2 separate regions of the Mus musculus genome follow, and region 2 is linked to region 1. A link is a contact called in public HiChIP or PLAC-seq data. All regions are on one chromosome and are shown on one strand. The core of a region is the stretch at or near the end of the contact, and the rest is flanking DNA. Distances in the headings are between cores, read along the strand shown.

Evidence for each region. HiChIP or PLAC-seq counts read pairs in DNA pulled down with a chosen protein or histone mark.
Region 2: a contact with region 1 is called in a RAD21 HiChIP or PLAC-seq map of pro-B cells, with 4 times the contacts expected there. The contact joins two enhancer-like sites. A contact is called at or near these places in 1 of 15 datasets of contacts at CTCF or cohesin (pro-B cells) and 1 of 115 datasets of contacts at active chromatin or transcription factors (large pre-B cells).

What each region holds. Positions count from the first base shown.
Region 1 is chr3:148,246,652-148,250,929 of GRCm38.p6, reverse strand. No RefSeq gene overlaps it. Among named protein-coding and RNA genes, the nearest start is that of Gm29836, 89 kb to the left of the region's middle. Within about 2 kb of position 2,094, at least 52 of the 459 cell types and tissues checked have an H3K27ac peak or open chromatin away from gene starts, as enhancers often do. A contact at or near this core is called in pro-B cells, where this site is marked.
Region 2 is chr3:148,693,764-148,698,041 of GRCm38.p6, reverse strand. No RefSeq gene overlaps it. Among named protein-coding and RNA genes, the nearest start is that of Adgrl2, 260 kb to the left of the region's middle. Within about 2 kb of position 2,386, at least 20 of the 459 cell types and tissues checked have an H3K27ac peak or open chromatin away from gene starts, as enhancers often do. A contact at or near this core is called in pro-B cells, where this site is marked.

The DNA of each region.
Region 1 (4,278 bases), core at 845-3,344:
AGTGTGTGCAGAGGCCCACAGGCGTCATAAGGAGGTTTCAGATTCTTGGAGCTGGAGTGACAGGATCTTGTGAGTTTCCTTGAATGAGGACAGGTATCCCGAGCTTTTGTCCCCACCGGCAAGAACAGACTTAGGACAACCGGAATCTTCTGCGGCAAAAAGCTTTATTGCTTATTTCTCAGGAGGAAGACCTCAACCCAGAAAATGGCGCTGCTTATATAGCCCGCAGCATGACATTTCAGCACCTGATGTGGCCTGACAGCTCCTGATTCGTTGCTCGCCCATCACCCCATTAGTACGCCCCGAGATGGGCAGTGACTAGGCGTGAGTTCACTCTTGCACTTGCTCGTAAGGCTTGTTTACTAGTTAGGTGCAGTGGAAGCCAGCGCCATCTTATAATGGCGATTGCTCACAGCACGGCTCTCCACAGACAGGAACTGAACTCATCTTTTGAAACATCAGCACTCACTCTTGCCTGCTGAGGCATCTCTCCTTCCTACACAGCTTCCTATCAATGAAACAAAGCGAATTTCTGGAAGAAAATTTTCAATTTTCCAGCATCAGTGTAGGGGGTAAATAAACTGTGTGGTGGGAAATTTAGATTACTTACTGGGAGATATTATAACCTAATCAAAATATTTAAAAGGACCACCTTTCTCCCTTCATCTATTATGTGTCATTACATATGATTTCAAAAAATTATGTTCTACAAGTCACTCAGTCTCACTTGGAATATCACAAGAGTTATTCGAACAACACACCCAATTTTTTATTAAAATGATTTCATCCTCCAATGGTAGATTATGTCCCTGGTGAGAAACCTGTCCATATTTCTACTAGTAGTCAATGTCAGCAGCAGACATATCTCTTATCTCTCCCAATATATTGGCACATAAATTATATATGTATATGTGTACATACACATACATGTATGTACATATGTGTGTGTGTAAAATTGTCAAAAAACAAACAATACAAATTGTCCAATGGTCCAATATTTATTTTACTTCACAATTTTAATCCCTTTTGCAATGAGACATCATGTAATAATTTAACATCTAGGCAGGCTCTCACAGAATGTCTGCAACCTGGTTTTCTCTTAGGGAATCAAAATGCATGGCACTTGGCTCTATAATTAAGACTGTTTGTAAGCCAGATAAAGAAGAAGCTGTAAATAAAAAAAAATACTCTACTTTATTAAACCTGGAGCCAAAATCAGACTTTCATTTATCAAACATTGAAATTGTTACCTAATTTTTATTACATCAATGTACAATTTACCAAATAAGACCAGCCTTAATTTGTCTAATTATATAATATACATTTGATAAAACGTATGTATATTTAATAAAACAAATGTAGAATGTGTGTTAATGCCTGTGGAAGCCAAATCAGGATGCTGGATCCCCTGGAAGTAGACTAAGAAGTGGTTGTGACCCACCATATGGGTGATGGAAATCCCCTGCAAGAGCAGGAAATTACTTACCTGCTGAGCCATCAATCTAGCTCCCAGTATTTTTAAACTAATAAGAACTTATTTTATTTGAGACATCTTTTCATATAACACAGGCTGGCATCCAACTCACTGTGTAGCAACCTCTTGATTTTTCTGATTCTACCTCCCCAGTGCTAAGATTACTGGCCATGTCCTACTCTTTTCCACTTACCAGGCCTTTCCACAGCTCATTTATTGGATACCTACACATTATACTTATGAAAAAGACTATGAATTACTCAGTAACCTGCAAAGCTACTGGTAAATATCAATAATAATTTGGTGAGAGGTTTTGTTTATACATCTTATTTTCTCTATGTAAGTTTCATTTTGGAAATGATTCTGATTGTTTTCCTTTGTCCATATTTTGCATGAGTCTTTGCATGTGCATTTAGTGATCTATAACTGATAACCTCAAAACTCAGTGTCATGAACAATTATGAATGCTTTCTCAAAGTCTCTGCAGTCAAGAATCCTTACCAGGAGTCTGTATGACTGCATCTCTCATGAGGCTGCAGCTGACACTAGAGCCAAGACTGCAGTCATTTGGCAACTTCCTCAGGCAAGAAGATCTGCTCCCAGGATGGCCAACTGACAGGGCCATTGGCAGGAAATCTCACTTCCTCACTAGTGGTTGGCAGGAGGCCTCCATTCCTCCCTGTGTGGGCCTCTGAGGCTGTTCAAGAGTCCTCATGGCAAGACATCTGGCTTCCAGGCTTCCATCAGAGAGTATCAAAAGAGAAAGTGTGAGAGACAGAGAGACTGGAAGTCACCGTTGCCAGCAGGACAAAACCCAGAAGTCAGACATTGTCATTTGAGTCTTGTCTTTCTGGTTATAAAACTCACCCCTCTTCCACACGGCACCAGTCTTCCACATGGTTAACTCTCTTGAGTCACAGAGAATAGTTGGCTAGCTAGAAGGTAGGCTACCAGCCTTTACTAGCATTTAAGACATAATGTAGTATGCTGGTAGTAAGGGCTGTTTTTGTTTTCCAGGAAATGGCTTCTTCACCCACAGCTAGAATCTCATGAAGGTGAACACGTGTCACTCCTAGTTGAAGAGAGCCTCAGATGCTGTCAGTAGATCCTTCTTCCTAAAGCAACCAGAAACTTCTTTTTCATGATGTCCTACTCTCTGCACTCCAATTCCTCTCATGACTTTCCAGAACCTCTGCTTTATCCTCCAAGCACATTGCTGCAGAGGGCTACCAAAGAGGAGATGCTGTGCTCTTGTCCTTATAGGTTGTGGCATTCGAACACACTCCTGGTCAGTACTTAGGAGACAGAGACAGGGAGAGGGAGAGGGACAGGGACAGGGACATTGACAGGAACAGGGTGAAGGACAGGGACAGGGAGAGGGACGGGGACAGGGAAAGGGACAGGGACAGGGAGAGGAACTGGGACAGGGACAGGAACAGGGAGAAGGACAGGGACAGGGAGAGGGACAGGGACAGGGAGAGGGAGAGGGACTGGGACAGGGACAGGGACAGGGAGAGAGAAAGATGTTGCCTCATATCACTTTCCTTCCCATTCTAACATTATCAAAAACAATGAAATAAATAAAAAGGAGGGATATCTATGTGTATATAAAACCTAACATCTGCATGTAGGTGTTTTATGGATGTATTCAGTAAAATTATAAATAATATCTAAATATTATGAGTCAGCATGATTTGACACTTGTTCTTAGAAGAGAGAAAATACCATCACTCTGCTGCTTTTAAATCTTGGAGGATAACGTGAAGGATGGGGAAGCAAGCGAGTATAGAGATGGCAGTGAGGACAGATTTCCCTTTAATCCATGCTTCATCATTAGCTTCACAGTACACTTACTGGACAACCATTATGCACAAGGAATCAGAAACTGGTATCACGATATCTGGTGCCAATCTATCAACTTTGATCCCACTGACATAGATTTTTAAAAAAATGAATATTTGTGTTTACTCTTGCAGGGAGATCTAATGGGGTGGAAATAGACCCCATTATGAATTATAACTGTAGATTCCAGAGATGTACCTGATTGGAGAAAGGGCTTCACTAAGCATCAGTATAGAGTCCTGAGTCCTTCAGTTGGAGCCTCAGTAAGGCCAATCTTTGAGTTTCTAAGTTATCATTTCTGTTGATTTCCTTTATGCTTCTAACCTGGACTCTCTGCTATCGAATGCCGATTTGCTGCTGTAATAAAGCACCATGACAAAAAGAAACATAAAGAAGAAAGAGTCTACTTGAGATCCCTATTCCAGTGGGGCTTCCATGATGGTGGGTGAGACATGGCCCAGTGGGAGGATCAGAAAGCAGAGAGATCACATTTCACCAGCAGAGTAAACAGAGAGATCAAGGATGAGTCTGGGCTGTAAATCCTCAAAGCCCATCCCTGATTATGCACTTCTTACAAAAGGCTCTGCCTCCTACAAGTTTTATAACTTCCTCAAGTAGCCCCACCTGCTGGGGACCAAGTGTTCAATTTGAGGAACCTATGGGAAATGTTTTGTATTAGTACTACTATGAATGATGACAGACACAAGCCAGCAGAGATTACAGGGATCATAAAAGGGCTCTCACACTGGGAATCACAAAGAATCCTAGAGACACAAGTCATTGAAAATAAGAGGCAAATTATGAATCTTGTAGATCAGCATTCTGCTTTGTTTTCTACATCTGATATTTTTTTATTTAATTTTTTTATTACATATTTTCCTCAATTACATTTCCAATGCTATCCAAAAAGTCCCTCATACCCTCCCCCCCACTCCCCAACCTACCTATTCCAACTTTTTGGC
Region 2 (4,278 bases), core at 1,137-3,636, 450 kb before region 1:
TTCTTATTACCAAACAATTACCACTTAATCAGATATTTGTCCTAACACCATGGGGCTGGAGAGCTGCGGCAGCTATGGGCACTTGCTGTTCTTCCAGAGGGGCCAAGCTTGGTTCCCAATATCCATACCAGGTGGTCACAACCATCTACATCTTTCCTTCCATGGCCCAATGCCTCTAGTCTCTGTGGACATGTCATTCACACACACCTACCCACGTGTACAGACACACACCTCACAGAATTTAAAAATTTCAATAAAAACTTAAATATAAGATAACCCCATTATTATTTTTCATTTCTCTCTCTCTCTCTCCCTTCCTTCCTTCCTTCCTTCCTTCCTTCCTTCCTTCCTTCCTTCCTTCCTTCCTTCCTTCCTTTCTTTCTTTCTTTCTTTCTTTCTTTCTTTCTTTCTTTCTTCCTATAGTGTGTATGCACATGTGTATGCCCGGTGTGTGTGTGTGTGTGTGTGTGTGTGTGTGTGTGTGCATGTGTATAAGTTTACACATTGGTGCGAGACCCAAGGTTGACACTGGGAGTCTTTCTTTCTGGCTTTCTACCATATTCATTGAGGGGGCACTCTCAATTTTGGAATAACAGGTGGGCCAGCATGTCACCTGCCATTTATGCAGGTGCTAGGGATTGGAGCTCTGGTCAAGCACTATGTCCACTGAGCCACTTCCCTAGCCGTGATTATTTTGGCTTATAGCAACTAAAAGCAATAACGGTGACCCATGAAGATGTTACTTACCCTTGACTCTATGTCTGGTGTTTGCAATACTTTAACCTAGTGCATCAACTGACAGCCGAAACACTAGGGGGAATAGGGAATTGAGCAAATGTAAATATTTTTACAACTAAAAAAATAAAAGAGTTTTGCAATAATGCCTCAAATATTATTAAGTCCTATCAAACATGGGTATATACTACTTAAGTCAGTACAATTATTATTCCTGTTTCCCATATAAAAATCTGAGGCTCAGAGTAGCTTATTATCACAGATCACACGGTTGCAATGCCAGAACTGAAGTACCCCACTAGTCCCCCACCTTTCTTAAACTTAATAATAAAATAAAAAACATTCCTCTGTACCTACTTTTAAATGCTAAAGTTTGGAGGGGAAACCAGGAACGGGGATCACATTTGAAATTTAAATAAAGAAAATACCTAATTTTTAAAAAAAGCTTAAAAAAAACCCTTGCATCCATGGCTGTATGCACACATTTCTCCTTCGTTACGCACAGCTGACTTAGCAGGAAGCTGTGCTCAGGGTGCGGCACAGTTGTTGCGGACAGGATGGCAGCTGTCAGACAGGTGTCAACAAGTGTGCATGTGTGAGCTTAACTGAGGTCCTCACTGGCATGAGTAGACAAGGGCAAACTTTTTGCCTTTCCTCCAAAAGCCATCAGACAATCCGAGGAAGGACCTCAAGGGAAGAATGGCTCTCAGGGGCTTGCAAGAAAATCCTTGGAAGCACTCGAGGAAGGCTGGCTCACCACTGCTTTTGATGACAGAGTTTGTGTCATACATCTTTTCCCCCTATGATTGTAGGGAAAATGGTAGCTCTGGGGGGCTCGATTCCACAGGTGGAAAAGTTTTCAACAAGCTTCTCCTAGTTTTTCATGTATTCTTTTAACTTATAAATTGAAAAATCCTCGTGTAGGTGGTAAAAATCCCCGTGTAAATATATCTGAAAAGACTTCCTTTCTATGTTTGAAAGTTCCCACTTCGAAGAAGCAGTCACTTGGAAGCTAAGACAGTGCTGATATACTATATAGTAATGGCAACTTCATGTGTTGAACTATTTCAGTTTGAAATATGTTGGGGTGGTGTGGAGCCATCTTAAATGATAAGACTTCAATAAAATGAAAAGCCAAGTTTGATCCTGTCAAGTCATGACCCCATCCTGGATGCACCACACCCAGGGCAATGATGGAAGCTGTCTCTTTACCACAAATTAGAAAATGTATGTGATAGATTTTAATTTTAATTCTGTGCATTTGTGTGGCCTTGGGTGACTCTCTCAGCCTCAATATCCCAACCTACAAAGGAAAGCTTACCCTATGTAATGCATTATATACCTTTAAGCTCTTGGATTGTGAACATTAGGGGGAAATATAACCTATTTTACCTATTATCTACTGTTTGCTTTTGGGTAACATGTCTGGTAAGATTTTTGCACACAGAATAAATGGGAAAAAAAAACAACTCCTACAACCTAACAACAAAAGGCAAACAAGAATAACACAAAGCAAAAACGAAAAACAGATACGGCGCCGAGACTGACCTTTCTCCAAAGAAGTTCAGCAGGTGTCCAGCCACACTTGAAAACACACTCAGCATCATTAGTCACTTCGAAAGTGCAATTGAAACCACAAGGAGGAACAGTGTGAATCAGTCCCTTGGTAAGACAGATGTAAGATGGTCACAGGACCTAGCAGGTGACAGTGAGTGTAGAGCCCTCAAGAGGTGGCCAGGGGGGCAGCCATGTGTCCAGAAGTGGGCCTGGCGGGCCATCAGGCAGTTCTCTGCTCAACTAATCTTGGAACTCCCAGAACTTGAAAAGATTCTTTTAAGTTGTTTACCATATAAGATAATGGACACACTCCTGACCCCGTATACACGTTAACATAATTGCACTCTGCTCATATTCTCTCTGTGATCACCATCTCTTGTTCTTCCCGATGTCCTCTCCCCACCCCGGTCTACTCCATCAGCCCATTAGTTCTTGTTTTATCCACTTCATCATTGAGTAATTTTACCTAATAAGAAGCCGATTTACTTGAATTTTAGTTTAAACCAAACCAGGGGTCTGTTTCTGTTCCACTGTGGAGAGGAACTAGTCGACCTTAGTAATTCCACAGACACTTGAAAACCATAATAGATAAATTCCATCCCTCTCTCCTTACTCAGGAAAATAGGCTTAAGTCCTTTAACATAGCCTTAAAGAGCAAAATTGCAACCCCACAGTGGCTCCTATTATACCAGCTCATTCTTTGGTTTCTCAACTTCCCAGAGGCCCCTTTAAGAGAGTCCTGACTTTTCTGAGCACTGACTTCTCTATTCTCTGAGGAGTCTTGGTGGGCCATAAAACAAGGCTGCTGGACTTCCTTCATTAAAGAACAGATGGTTTTCTGGGGGCAGGGGATTATTTCTCTCTTTGGAGAACCCTTATATAGAGCCAAGTTTTGCAACCATGAAGGAGGCATTTGAGGTCCTACTATCCTGTTAGGTATCTTGAAAAGATGGGCCAAGCAATTCTGTGGCCATGGTACCCAATGCTGTCTAGCAGTCCCTCATCCGATGCTAAGCTCTCTCTGAGGTGAGGACACTGCTTCATTTCCTTTTTGAATTCTGCAAGATAGGTCTTGTGAATTGTTTGTTGTAGGCTAATCAGAATCTCAATATTTACAACCAAAGAAAGCTAACTCGTGCAAGACCAGAATTTGTTCTTGCTTGTACTGGCTCTAGCTCATTGCCCACCAGCATCTTGATGACGGATGTGAAGAAGGCAGTAGAGCCCATGCAGGACACAGCATCGCCTGGCATCCAACTCTTTTAACTGCTGCCAAGTCTTTACAACAGAAATCAGGAATGGCTGCTATCTACTTTTTCCCCCCTCTGGATTTCCTGAAGCATATCACTCAATGCGATGGGCTTTGGCTTTGAAAGAAAAGACATCTCTAAATAGAATTTTGAAATTTTTATATCTACCTTCTGTCCATAATTACATGTAACTTACTCACTTCCTTGTCTGGTACCAACATGTAGAATTAAAAAAAAATGATCTAGGAAGAAAAGTAGTTAGTAGTTGATGGTATTCTATTTGCATAGGAAGGAGAACAAAATGTATGTCTTTTATGCTATAAAAACCCATTTATTATAAATAATATTTTGCATATTTTTTCACATGCTTACTATTATTATTTTAGTCACCCACTCATCGCTGGTGTTGCAATGATGCCAACACATAATATTACCTGTTTATTTTGAATATTTTAAATGTTATTTTTTTTTATATGAGGCTGCTTGTAGCCTAGACTGGCCTGAGAATCACTATATAGCTGAGGCTAGGCTGAAACTCTTGATCCTTCTGCTTCCACATCTTGAGTTTGGGATTCTAGGCATGCATAATGAGCCTTAGAACCATCAGCTATTTATTTGGCCATGTTGGAGATTGATCCTGAACCTAGGGGAGTGTTCTGCCATTAAGCTACATTCTCATCATCACAGGCTAATTAGATGAAAAGCAATACAGGGGTAAAGGGGGGAGCTCAACAGA